Linked DNA regions of Ovis aries: region 1 is linked to region 2. The links are chromatin contacts, called in public Hi-C maps. All regions are on one chromosome and are shown on one strand. The core of a region is the stretch at or near the end of the contact, and the rest is flanking DNA. Distances in the headings are between cores, read along the strand shown. Region 1 holds the start of CPN2 (carboxypeptidase N subunit 2). Region 2 overlaps TMEM44 (transmembrane protein 44).

Region 1 (5,793 bases), core at 2,857-5,356, 210 kb before region 2:
TCCAAAAGAACCCATAACTAGAGAATTCAAGACTTGAGCCAAAACTATGGCATCAGAGGCACAGAAAATCAAGTGTAAACAAATCAGCTTAGGCTCAAGCAGTGGCGGGTGGGGGAGGTGGGGGAAGCCTCTCTGATATAGGGAGCTGAGCTAAGGGGCTAATCCCACCTGCTAGCTCCTAGAGCTTTCATCATGATCCTTGGCAGATGGAGACATTCCCAGAACAGGGAAACCAGGGCTCCCAGAGCTAGAGCGACTAGGAGCTATAGTTAAGAAGTGCGGGCCAGAATCTATCCCCGTGGCCTGAGCTTTGAGCCAGGTGCTTGCAGCAATACCACAAGGCTCCTGGAACAGGCAGACCCCTCCTCACATTTCCGAGACCCACAGTGAAACATAAACAAGGGACCTGGCCTACTGCCTGGTCCCTGCTCTTCCCACCCAAGTCTCTCTGGTACTGTGAGTAGAGAGCCCACAGCTGCCCCAGCACCCCACAAGCCTACGGGCATGTACTTCCATGACAAGAGTCGGCTTAGAGAAGATGAAGTTGGAATGTGCCCCACATAAGCCCTGGGTCCTGGGTCCCTGCAGCAGGATTTCAAATTGGGATGCAGCCTCTGGTTGGGCATATCCCTTTGATCTTGCAAACTTCTCACCTTTTGGGGTGCCATGGTAAGAGGAAAGCCAGAACAGGGCCTCGAAAGTTTCAGGGCAAGATCCTCTTGCCCCAGTCTATTGGGGCAAGAGGAAGTGGAGGATAGTATTCACAGTGAGAACACTGATGCTTTCCAAACACTGATGATCCACTCCCAGCCCAGGACTCACTCTCACATCCCTCTAGAATGGCTAAGAGTTTGTGCTCTAATGTCAGACAGTCTGGGTTCAAATCTTATCTCCACCCCTTATTAGCTGTGTGGCCTTGGCTGAATTACTTAAACTGTCTGTGCTTCAATTTCCTTATCTTCAAAATAGCAAACTTCAACACTACCTTCGTCGCGGGTTCTGAGGATTGAGTAAGAAAATGCACTGAGAGCTCCCAACCCAGAGCTAGGCACAGAGAGGACTCTCGGCTACAGGAGCCCAGGCCAGCCCCCGCTCTGGGCTGAAGTAGCCACAGGAGTCAGCTAAGGAGAAACAGATGGGATCATCCGAGCGCCTCACTGGCAGACCCGAGAGAGGCCCCTTTCTGGCTCTTTCCTCCCAGCCAGCGGAAATGGGTCACTGTTTCGTGCTTGGCTTAGTGGAGCTCGGATTCTGATGGCTCTGGCCAGGATGCCCTGGACTAGACCCCTTCCCCATACCACCCTTGAGAGCAGGTCACCAGGGACTTAGGAGACGAGGAGCTTCCCTGCGTAGGGACCTCGGAGGCTGGCTCCAGAGGGGATGGTGGGGCAGCAGCCGGAAGATTCCAGCTTGTCACCTGACAAACCACCTCTGCATTTGCGCAGAGAGCAGCAATATGCCCACAAAAATGTTCCATGCTTTCAGCAAGCCACAGAAGCCTGGCTTTTTGAGGGTGGGGGATGTAACTGGCTGCAAATGGACTCTTCCCTCTTCTCAAGTTGCTTTTGTGTTGGCACATTTCTGTGTCATCCACCACAGAGCCAACCCTCACTCCTTCCAGAGGGTGATGGGAGCTCAGAGTCCAGCCCGAAAGCCCCAGGGGCTTGCCCCTTGACTGGGGTATCTACATCAGGGTCTGTCTCACCAACATGGTTAGATTTTGCCCTTGGCTCCAGAACATCTTGGGGCAAGAAAAAAGGCTTCCAAGGCTCGTCTGGAGCCCCTGACTGCTTCACCGAGGTTCCCAGGACCCCAGTCTCCTTTGCTGTCAATCAGAGAAATAAGCCAAGTGGCTGAGGCTGGGGGACCTGGGCTGGGCTCCTACCTCAGGCCCCTCCCCACCAACCAACCCCACCCCCCACCCCCCAAAACACAGTGAAGTAATCCCTCAGAGTCCCAGTTTCCATATTTGTAAATGGAGATCAGTCGTGAAAATAAAACCCACATTACATACTGTTAGGGCTATTGTGGCAATTAAATGAGACAATTGGCCATGGGTTTATGATACTCTGATATAATAAATATATATTTGGTCTTCCTCTTGGTTCCTGGCGCAGAGCTGCAGAAACCTTTGGAATATCCTGAGTAATAAGAGAAGAATGTCTTTGCTATTCATAATAAGACCCTTCCACCCACACTGGAGGCTAAGTTAACGAAGTGACTCAATGGCTTCAGATTATATACAAAAATATTTGCAGGGGTTATCTCTGACGAACAGAATTAATTGCAGGTGATTCTCATTTTTTCCTTTTGCTTAATCATATATTTTCAACTTTAAAAAATAATAAACAGGCATCACTGTTGTCGTAAGATTGAACGTTATTAAAGAAATCATATAAAACCTGAAGCATGGTTCCAAGCACACAATAGGTGCTTCCTTGATTCCTTTCCTTCCTTGCAATCACATTGTGGAGACTCAACGAAACTTGTCTATCTACTGTGTCTTAGCTTCTTTTTTTTAATTCTTAAAAACTGAAGTATAGGTGATTTACAATGTTGTCCCAGTCTCTGCTGCACCGCAAAGTGGTTCAGTCAGACATATATAGTCATTCTTTTCTGTATATTCTTTTCCATTATAGTTTCTTGAAGAGAACAAACATTCTGAAGTAAGAGCAGGTTGTGAACCTGGCACTTTCCTTTCCCCAAATGCTCCCCATGGGCCCCACCTCTGGTCCTTGATTACATAGTCGCCTCCACTGTAGAAGGCCCATCCTTGACATTTTCCCTATTGCTACCTGCCCCCATTCTCCCCATCCTCCAGGACAGCATAAGTCACATTTCCCCTGGGAAGCCTTCCTTGACTGCATCTCCTTTGGCTCCCTCAGGAACTTGTCTTCTATTGACCATGTGGGTCCTTGGCTGCCTTCTAGTCAGTTGCACCACCTGACTAGGAGCCTCTGGGATGGGGGTGGAGGGGCAGAGGTCTTGAGATCGCAGCATCCCTTTCCAGGCCGTGCACCCCAGCACCTGACTTAAAGTTGAGCACAGATCGGTGCTCAGGCCCTGGGTGCCAAATGGAACTGAATGTATTTGCAGCTCTCGTGAGCCTGTATCTAGGGCCTTCGTCTTCGTCCTGCTTCAGGGATTGAGGCTCTATTGGTGCTGCACCCTGTACAAATTCTGATACCACTGCCTACTGGCTGTGTCGGAATGGGAAGTTCACTCCATTTCTCTAAGCCTCAATTTCCCAATGCCTGGTTATAACCCATCCCTTAGTATTAAAATTAGCACCCAGTTGGACCATAATATGCTAAATTAGATGGTAAATAATAAAGCACTTAATAGTGCAGGGTATATAATAAATGTTTGACTAAAAGGTAGCCACATGCATGTCTTATTGCAGCTTTATCATCCAAACCGGGACACTTCTGAGAATAAAAGAGGAGCTATTGATAGTTATGGGCTTCCCTAACGGCTCAGTGGTAAAGAATCCACCTGCGATGCAGGAGTCATGAGTTCGACCCCTGGGTCAAGAAGATCCCCTGGAGAAGGAAATGGTGACCCACTCCAGTATTCTTGCCTAAGAAATCCCAAGGACAGAGGAGCCTGTCAGGCTACAGTCCATGGGGTCACAAAAGAGTCAGTCACGACTTAGTGACTTTGCTGTTGTTCAGTTACTAAGTTGTGTCTGACTCTTTACGCCAGAACGACAGGCATAAACAAGGGTGGCGTCAGGCCAAGTGGGACATATCGTCACACTACTTATCCCTCCTATCCACTGGGAGCTCCCTGAGCACAGGGACCAGACCACCTCCATCTCAGAACTCCCCCGCCACAGCCTGCCTCCAGTCCCAACCCAGCACGACCCTGGCCGAGAAGCCCTCAGGGACTTCCCCTCCCCTGGCACAGAGGTGCAGCCTGCCTGGAGTTAGGGATATGCTCTGAAATCTGGGACAAGCGGCCAGCCCGTCTCCTGCCCCTGAGCTGGGACCCCAGATTCCTCCCATGCCCCCATGGCCCCTGCAGCCTTGTAGTGACCATACCGTGAGGGGTTGACAGGTGAGGACCAGCTGCCCTGGCTCTTCCTCTGGAGCAGAAGGGCCTCTGGAGTGGTCAGTGGTCAGCACGAACCCAGCAGCCCTGGCGCTGATCAAAGTTCCAGGCAGAGGTTCCTCCCCTCACGTGGCCTGAGCATTCCTGCAATGTCACCAGCGTCACAGGACAGCAGGAGAGAGTCTAGGCAAGGCCTCCGAAGATTACAAAACGACCCTGAACTCTTACCACGGAGAGATCCTTGTTGGGGCCAAAATCCAGCCAAGGTTACAGGTTTGGCATCTTTAGGACCCCAGGGGAATCCACCAGGCCCTAGAAAGTTCCCAGTAGGCTGCTCTGGGGCGACCACTGGGATCAGGGGTTAAAACATATCCCTTCCTGTGCAAGCCAGGCTGGACACAGCTGGGCAGCCAGCCGCAGGCACCTGCAGACTCCCAGTGCCAGGAGAAATCCTGCGGGTTTGCTGTCCTTCTGTATTTGTTTATTGAATGCTTATGTTCTAAACACTTTCTGAGTTAAAAGGGGGAAGTGATATAGGGAGGTGAATTTTGGCTCAGTATGGACAGGAACGCATTCACCACTGAGATTATCCAAGGATGAAAGCAGTTGCATGAGGAGGCAGTGATTTTCTGGCCTTGAAGGTGTTCATGCAGGGGCTGCAGAGCAGAGTGAGGAGAGCGTGTGTGAGTGTATGTGTGTTCATTCGTATGCACTTGTGTGAAATCAAACAGTGGGTCTGTGCTGCGGGCAGGACCCTGGGCAGATGTGCAGGTGTGGAGGGCAGGTTTGTATTAAGAACTCCAGGCATCTTTTGGGACATGGGAGATAGGCGCTCACTCTTCTTCCCTTGTTGGAATTCCAGGCTCCCATCTTGAGTGGATGGGCTCAGTGGTTAGGGAAGGTGCATAAGGCCCTGTCCCAGTCATTGATTGGGTCCTGCTTTGTGAAACAGTGAACACACTACTGACCCTCGCCAGGTCCAGCCTCCTGAGACAGGGTTACACCCGGCAGAAGGGATTGAAGAGCTAAGAGAGCCCAGGAAATATGGTTTGAAGCCCTCTTCCTGGGCATGGCAGTGGAATGAAGGGACAGAGAAAAGATTATCCTTCTCATAAACCCTGGACTTGCACCAGCAGTGGTGACAACCCCTGAACCTGGAGGCCTGAAAAGGTCCCAGGGACTTCTGGACACCTGGAGAGTCACCTTCACTTACAGGGTGTCTTCTGAGAGCCCGGGGCTCACTAAGCCTGGGTGCTAGGCACTGTAAGAGTCCAGACGTGTGCAGGAGAGTCCTACCCACCAAAGCTAGTGTGCACCTGTGTGTGCATGAGTGTGAACACATGTGCACTTTGATGAATGCTGAGGGAAATTCACTGCCTTTCTGAGACATAGAAGAAGCTCCAGGTTGGGAGTCTGGAGGCCTGGCTATCTTGCAAGCTCAGCGACTAGTTCACTAGGTGACTATGAGAAATTCATTTCCTGTCCTGGTCTTATTTTCTCCATCTATAAAATGGGTTGAGCCTATTCCTAAGGCCCCATCCAGCCACAGTGACCTCAAGATATTATTTTGATCTGACTCACTTTCCAAAGGCCTTTCCCAACCATGAATATCTGGTGTCTGTGAAGAGCTGTCTGGGTCAGCCTTGCATTCATGTGACAAGCAGAGAATCAACAGCGAGATCCCTTAGCCAAGGCGCGCATCGGAACACATGTGTCCTGTGTATACCATTTATTGTTGAT
Region 2 (6,544 bases), core at 1,447-3,946:
CCTGCCAAGAAAGATACGCCATTTGGGGACAGCAGATCCCTCTGAGAATCAGAGGAAAGCCAAGGGTCCTCGTCCCAGAAAAAAGGGCCCATGATGACCAACATTCACCTGCAACTTTAGGGCTTTCACACAGCCCTGAAGAGCCTAAAGACCACTGGCTGGGTCTGTAAGGAATCCCCAAGCCTTAATTCATGAATAATTTAGTAGAGGAAGAGTAGCAAGGAGTTTATAATTTAAAAAAATATCCAAGTCTGCAGCCATGGGCTGCCATTCTACAGACCTCTTCAGAGCCTGGACGAGGCTTCTGTCCTGGTGGCCAGGGCCAGGCCTCAGTTTCCATCCCACCACCACCACCACCACCCCCCGCCCCTGCATTGTTCTCCAAATTCCCTGGTGACCTAAGCAGACACCGTGGAGCAGGCAACAAGGAGCAACTTCCTCAAGCTGAACCAGGCCTGCTTGCCTGTCTGCCTGCTTTTCTTTAGTCCCAGAAAAGCCAAAATTAGTCTCGCTTTTGTTTCTTTTCTCAGGAGCCTCTACATTGTATCTCAGGAAAGGATTATTGTGCTCTGGGGACCCTATCTTATCGTGGGGGAGGTGATGAGTGAAAGGAAAATGGTCTTTGACAAATTGGTTGAATTCGGGCAATCACATGACTTTCCAGTAATTGCCCACCACTGCTTCAGTGAGGCTATTGTTTCAGCTCCCAAATATTTAGCCAAGTAGGAGGCTGGGGAGGGCTGGGGAGCCCTCAGAGAGGTTTGAGAGCTTGATAATGTGGGGAGAGGACTTTTTTGGGGAGATCCTCTGGTATTTTGATGGAAATAGTGATACCCAGGAGGCTCTGGCCCCCTGACTTCTTTATCACTAACTGAGTTCTTTGGGGTTAGGGTGACACCTTGGGATCACTTACAGCATTCGGAGAGAGAGGGAAAGATTCCTTGGGAGGGGTGGAATCCAGAGGCCATGAGCATGTGAGCCTCATTTGATTGGGCAATCACTTACCTCACGGCTGGACAGGCTGCCTCCCTGACGCCTCTGGAGCAATTTTACTTCTCACAATGAGCACTGCTCAGAGAAACAAAACCAGGCACAGTGAGCCAGGGGGCAAAAGTGACTCGAATTGTCAGAGCTAAAGTTTTTGCAGGAAAAAAATCAAGGCACAACCAGGCATTTGCCCTTAGACAACTTTTCAAACATTCCTGCGTCTCCGGGGAGAAAGAGCGCTCCTGTTGACCTCAGCCAGGCTTGCTCAGCTTGACATCATGGGACATTTGGGAGATGAGGCCAGTGGCGGCAGCAGCACATGAGAATGTCGTGTTATCGACGGGAACACTTTTCCCCTGGGCTCATGCGGTCATCTGTCTGATATGCTTGTGGGTGGAGGTGGGCAGAGGGGAAGGGTGTGTCCAGTCACCGGCGACAGAAAAGAGCCATGAGGTCATCGGAGTTCGAGGCTTTCCTCACTGACCAGTGGCAGCAATTGTCTTCCCAGCTTGTGTTCCCAGGGGTTCACCTCCGCTCCCACGGAGGGTTCTGATACTGGTATTCCTGCTTTGGACATATATTTTCTTTCATCTGAAAAATATGCCCCGATAGCCAGATAGGGGCTATATTATTTGGCAAGAGATTTGAGTTTTAACGCTGAGAAGTGCACAGATGACAACTCCTTCCTGTCTCAGCCTTCCTGAGAAGCCCCCTTGCCTCACATAAGCCCCTGCCTAGGCACCACTGTGTGGGCAGCCTTCTACCCTCTTTGCTCACACCCTCCCCATAGATCCCTTCCTGGGCATCTCACGAGGATTTGAGACTCCTTTCCCCCTCCCACCCCCAGATCTCCTGAATTTTAAAACTTGAGGATCTGTGTGATGGGCACGCCCTGGTGATTCTGCTGCACTGAGTTTGGGAATCATTCAGCCAGCTGACCTTGGGGACAGATTTAGCTCTGGCATTCTCGGATTGAAATGTTCTGTGGGGTGGCAGGCTTCAGGGAGTAAGCCCCCAGCCTCCCACTGGCACAGGTGAGTTCTAACAATCATTAGGTCTCTGTCTTCTTACTTTAGTGATTCTTAACCCTGACGGCAGATCAGAATCATGTGTAGAGTTTTAAAACAATTACATATGATTTCTAAGCAGAGGGTAGATGTGTGTATGTCAGGGGGAGATTCTCCTCTCTTCTCTAAAAAACAAGAAAAGGGCTTTATAAACCCCGGCAGTGGTTTCATCAGAAGGTTACGTGTTAGTACCTGCTAATCTGTTCGGGAATCTCCCTAATGAGGACCAGTCATTTGGAGCCACAGAGGACAGACAGCCTTCTGAGCAAAGAGGGGCATGGGAACCCCATGACTTGCCCAGATGACTTAAGACTAGCCTTCTTAGGGAAAGGGATGTGCTCAGATGCTTTAGGTTCCAAGATGGTCAAAGAAGCCTCGAACCCTCGGATAGATCATTGCAGGGAAGGAGATAGGGCAATTTGGAACCAGGTCTGACTCAGCATTGTGGAGCCAGCTGGTGTCCTGCGAGGAGGCTGTGGAGGCCAACTGCTGTATTAGGAGAGCACAGTTAGTGGGGGGTGGTGGGTGGGGCGGTGGGTGGTGGGCAGTGGTTCCTTCTCCGAGGGCTAGGGCTGGGCCTGCAAAGCTGCAGAGAGCATTGCAGGCACCAGCTGAAGAGGCGGCAGGACCAGTGTCCAATAGTGACACCATGAGGCCGCTAGCAGTCATAGCACAAGTCGTGATATACGCTAATATTCCTTTGGTTGGTTAGACCAGCACCGATCTAAGTGCCAAGCCCTTATTCATTCCTTTAATAACAACTCTGTGAGGGAGTTATCACCCTTTTGTAAAGAAAAGGAAATTGAGGCACGGAGGTTATATGAGTGTAGCCAGCAGGCTGTGAACCAGGCAGTCTGGCTCCAGAGCTCACATCCTTAACTGCCAGACAGGCCTCGCTGCCTCCGTAACAGCAGCCACTGTTTCCCGAGTGCCTACTACATGCTATTATGTTCTCTGTGCTCACCACTATCTTATGAGGTAGGAGCTGGTTTTATTCCCCTTTCACAGAAGATTTATTAGTGGACTGCTCATCATTATTCTCTCCCACTCTGGGAATGAAGGCCAGACTAATCCCACCTAATCTCACCATGGTTCCTCTGTTTTTTGGAACTTCTGAGCCTTTAGGATTCTTAGAAAACTGTAGTTAAGTGAGATTCTTCATTAGGGGATCCTAGGCCTCCTGCAATAAAACAAGTGGAGTCTTTAGAGGGGAACTGGAAAAACAAAAGTGAGACAATATTTCTACCTCCAAGCAGGAGGAGGTATTTCAGGGATCCCGCCCCAGATTTACTGAATGAGAGTAGGTACAGGGTGGAGCCAGGAAATGTGAATTGAAAACAAAACCAAAAACAAACCACAGGTGATGCTGGCGTGCAGTCAGGGCTGAGAATTACTGCCTTTATTTCACAGCAGTATTTTACACCCTCAATGACCCAGCAGCAGTGTTTCCAGGAACTGCTTCTAGTTTCCAAATCCTCTTGCTTAGAAGGAAGCTGCAGGTGGGAGCTGACTAGAGGGAAGGAGCTGGCTAAAGACTGGGGGCAGAGAAGCCAAGCCAAGAAGGTCCAACGCTCACAACCACGTGCTCTGCGCTCATGCCCTCTGCTGTCCTTCTGTGCTTGGAAGCCAGTCTGTTGAAAGACAGTCTCAAATGTCTTATTCTTGGTGACCACTTCTCCTGTCCAGCTGGCCCTCCCGGCGTTGCTCCCACAAAGGCTTGCACCCTGGGAGCCCCAGCACAACCCTCCTTCTGAGTTCCCCCTACACCAGGCAAGACATGCTGGCAGGACTGGGTAATTTTCACATGCTCCCTGGCCCAGCAGGTTGTCTGGACATAGTCCTCTCTCAGAAGTGCTAGCTGACTGAGCAGAAGAGAAAGGAGGAAGGGAAAGGTGACAACAGAAGGATGGGGAAGCCAGAAGGGGCCAGGTGCTGAGCAAGGATGGAGGCTGGCCAGTGAAACTGTATTTAGTGCTGACCCCTTGAGCATTTGTGACCTGTTTGGACCCATGGAATATGCCAGTCCAGGCTGTCTCCTGGCCACCCAGGAACTGTGGGCAGAGAGTCAAGAGAGCTGGGACAAATTTTATGATTGCACCAAGAAGCATGACTTACTTGTGTGGATGCTTCTACTAACCCTAGGAGATAACTAGGGTAGATCTTAATAACCTAATTTTACATCTGAGGCAATGAAGGATCAGGAAACTAAAAAACAGGAATTTCCCTGAAGGTCCGCTGGTTAGGATTTTGCACTTTCAATGCAGGGGACCAGAGTTCAATCCCTGGTTGGAGAACTGAGATCCTGCATGCCACATGGCGCAACAACAAAAAAAGGAAAAGAAAGTTAATTAATATGTTCAAGGTTACATGACCAATAAGCAGAGGATGGTATAATCCAAATTCCTTGCTAGTCAAAAGTAGCTTAGATTCTTAAAGTTGGAAGAGCCCTGGAATATCATCTGATCAATCTCTAGTCAGTAATGCCCCTTCCCCAAAACACTTCAGAGAAGGGGTGATGGAGCTGTGCGGGATAACTTTAGTACCAGGGAACTCCTGGCCTCCACTGCAGCTGGGACAGAACCAAAGGCAAGTTCTTCCTTGCACCAGCTCAATCCTCTCCTCCTGAAGATCAGCCAAAGGCACGGCTCCCTTTCCACTCTGTCCACTGCTCTGCTGCCCCTGAGATGCCAAGGCTGACATCCAGGACTGAGTGGAGGCCCTCCTGTGTGGCACTCTGACAGAGGGCCGCCCATGCTCGCTCAGCTGGGACAGCGACTCTGCCGGAACAATGTGGATGAGTCACAGCTTGCCCATGGGGATTTATTTCCCAGTTACGGTATATCAAAGGGGCAACATCCTCAGCCACTCTGCCTGTTCAGGAGAAGTTAAGAGCATCTCAAAGCATCTCCATCCTGCCTCCTTAGAAGTTTGAAAGGTTTTACTCATACAATCTCATAATAAAAATGTACTCAAGGGTGGGAAGGAGGCTCAGGAGGGAGGGGAATATATGAATACGGCTGATTCACATTGTTGGACAGTGGAAACCAGCACAAGACATCCAGGTGAGTTTGGCCTGAAGAGGAGGGAAAGCTACAAAACTAACTGCTTCATGCTTAGGAGTCATGATAATGACTGACAGTTTGATGGCCTTTGGGAGTTGAAAAACCCTTTCATGGTTTGTTCTTGGGTTTTGCAACCTATCAGTAAGGCAGACGGGAGAAAAGGAAATATTTCTGTGTCTGTGTGTGCAAACAAGAATAAGAGAATCGGTCCCTGAGCTGGCGAGTGGTGGAATCAGGACTTGCCCCCAGGCCTTCTGGGTCTGAGGTCACTGACTTCGCAGCAGGCCAGAGCAAGCCCTTGAGGGACCACCCAGGTGCTGAAAGCACCAGGCTCACACGTGCTGCCGCTCAGGCTCAGTGCCAGCCACTCCCACTGGGACTGGTGGCAGCACTTCTGAGTCTGGCGCTTTATTGCATACTATCTTATCTCAATAGGAAAAGGCAATTCAGGGGAAGAATTTCCTTGTCACCGTGCTCCCGGCTTTCCATTGTTCAGCTTTCTCAGCCCTGGTTCATCCCCTGGGTCTGACAATTACTCATATCCATGGAGGTGCCTTATCAGGGCTGTCTAAGATACAGAGCCTATTTTTCTCTCAGTACCAGATAAACTGGAATCTGTTCCCCCTTTATGGCCTGATATCATCCCACAATCAGCTAGCTCAGAAGCCAGCTGCACAGGGAAGCTGCTTGAACAGCAGTCCCTAGTAATCCAGCAGTTTCCTTCACAAAGCCCTAGAATGTCAGGGTCCTCTACAGGCAAGGGTGATGGAGAGCCACCTCTTGGTGAAGCTGACTGTGAGAGTCTTCACTCCTGCACTTCCACCCTCAAATTTTACTCTGAAAAACTTCCAACCTACAGAAAAGTTGCAAGAATGATATGATGCACATGCTTATACTATTCACCTGGATTCATCAGTTGACCCCATTCCATCACGTTTGTTTTAGCTTTCATATATAGCTGAACAATACATACTTCTTTTTGTCTGACCATTTCAAAGTGGCCAAATTATGATGCTTCTCTCCTAAATAGCTGGCATGTCTATCTGAAGAATAGGGGGTTCTCCTACACAACCATAATACTATTATCACTCCCAAGCAAATGAAATAATAATGTTAGCTAATATGCAGCACACACTCCAATGTCCTCGATCTTGGTAATGTGAACTTCATATCTTGGTTAAGGTGATATCCTCACATCACCCCCACAGTAATATGCAGATTTCATCATTGTACAGGAATCTATTTCCACTTGTAATTAATAAAGTAATTAGCAGGGTGTGATGAAATAAAATCTATCTTTTAAGACAGGACAAGAAAACTTAAACATAAAATCCTCTCTCTGCATCCAGTTGCAACTCCTCCCTCTCCTTAATGGGCAGTGAGTATCTGCAATACACATACACCAGAACTTCTCAGTGATAGGAGTGC

Evidence for each region. Hi-C and Micro-C count contacts between places; a contact is called where the count stands out from the background.
Region 1: a Hi-C map of liver shows a contact between it and region 2, with 2.2 times the contacts expected there. The contact joins the promoter of CPN2 here to the enhancer-like site in region 2. A contact is called at or near these places in 2 of 16 Hi-C or Micro-C datasets (liver and tail adipose tissue).

What each region holds. Positions count from the first base shown.
Region 1 is chr1:194,000,051-194,005,843 of ARS-UI_Ramb_v3.0, reverse strand. It overlaps CPN2 (carboxypeptidase N subunit 2), which reads right to left and starts at 4,106. Exons shown (of 2, transcript XM_004023405.6): 1 at 4,044-4,106. It overlaps LRRC15 (leucine rich repeat containing 15), which reads right to left. Exons shown (of 2, transcript XM_027957204.3): 2 at 5,768-5,793.
Region 2 is chr1:193,786,168-193,792,711 of ARS-UI_Ramb_v3.0, reverse strand. It overlaps TMEM44 (transmembrane protein 44), which reads right to left. Exons shown (of 11, transcript XR_009597977.1): 11 at 1-6,544. Among named protein-coding and RNA genes, the nearest start is that of TMEM44, 52 kb to the right of the region's middle. Within about 2 kb of position 2,696, at least 22 of the 54 cell types and tissues checked have an H3K27ac peak or open chromatin away from gene starts, as enhancers often do. A contact at or near this core is called in liver and tail adipose tissue, where this site is marked.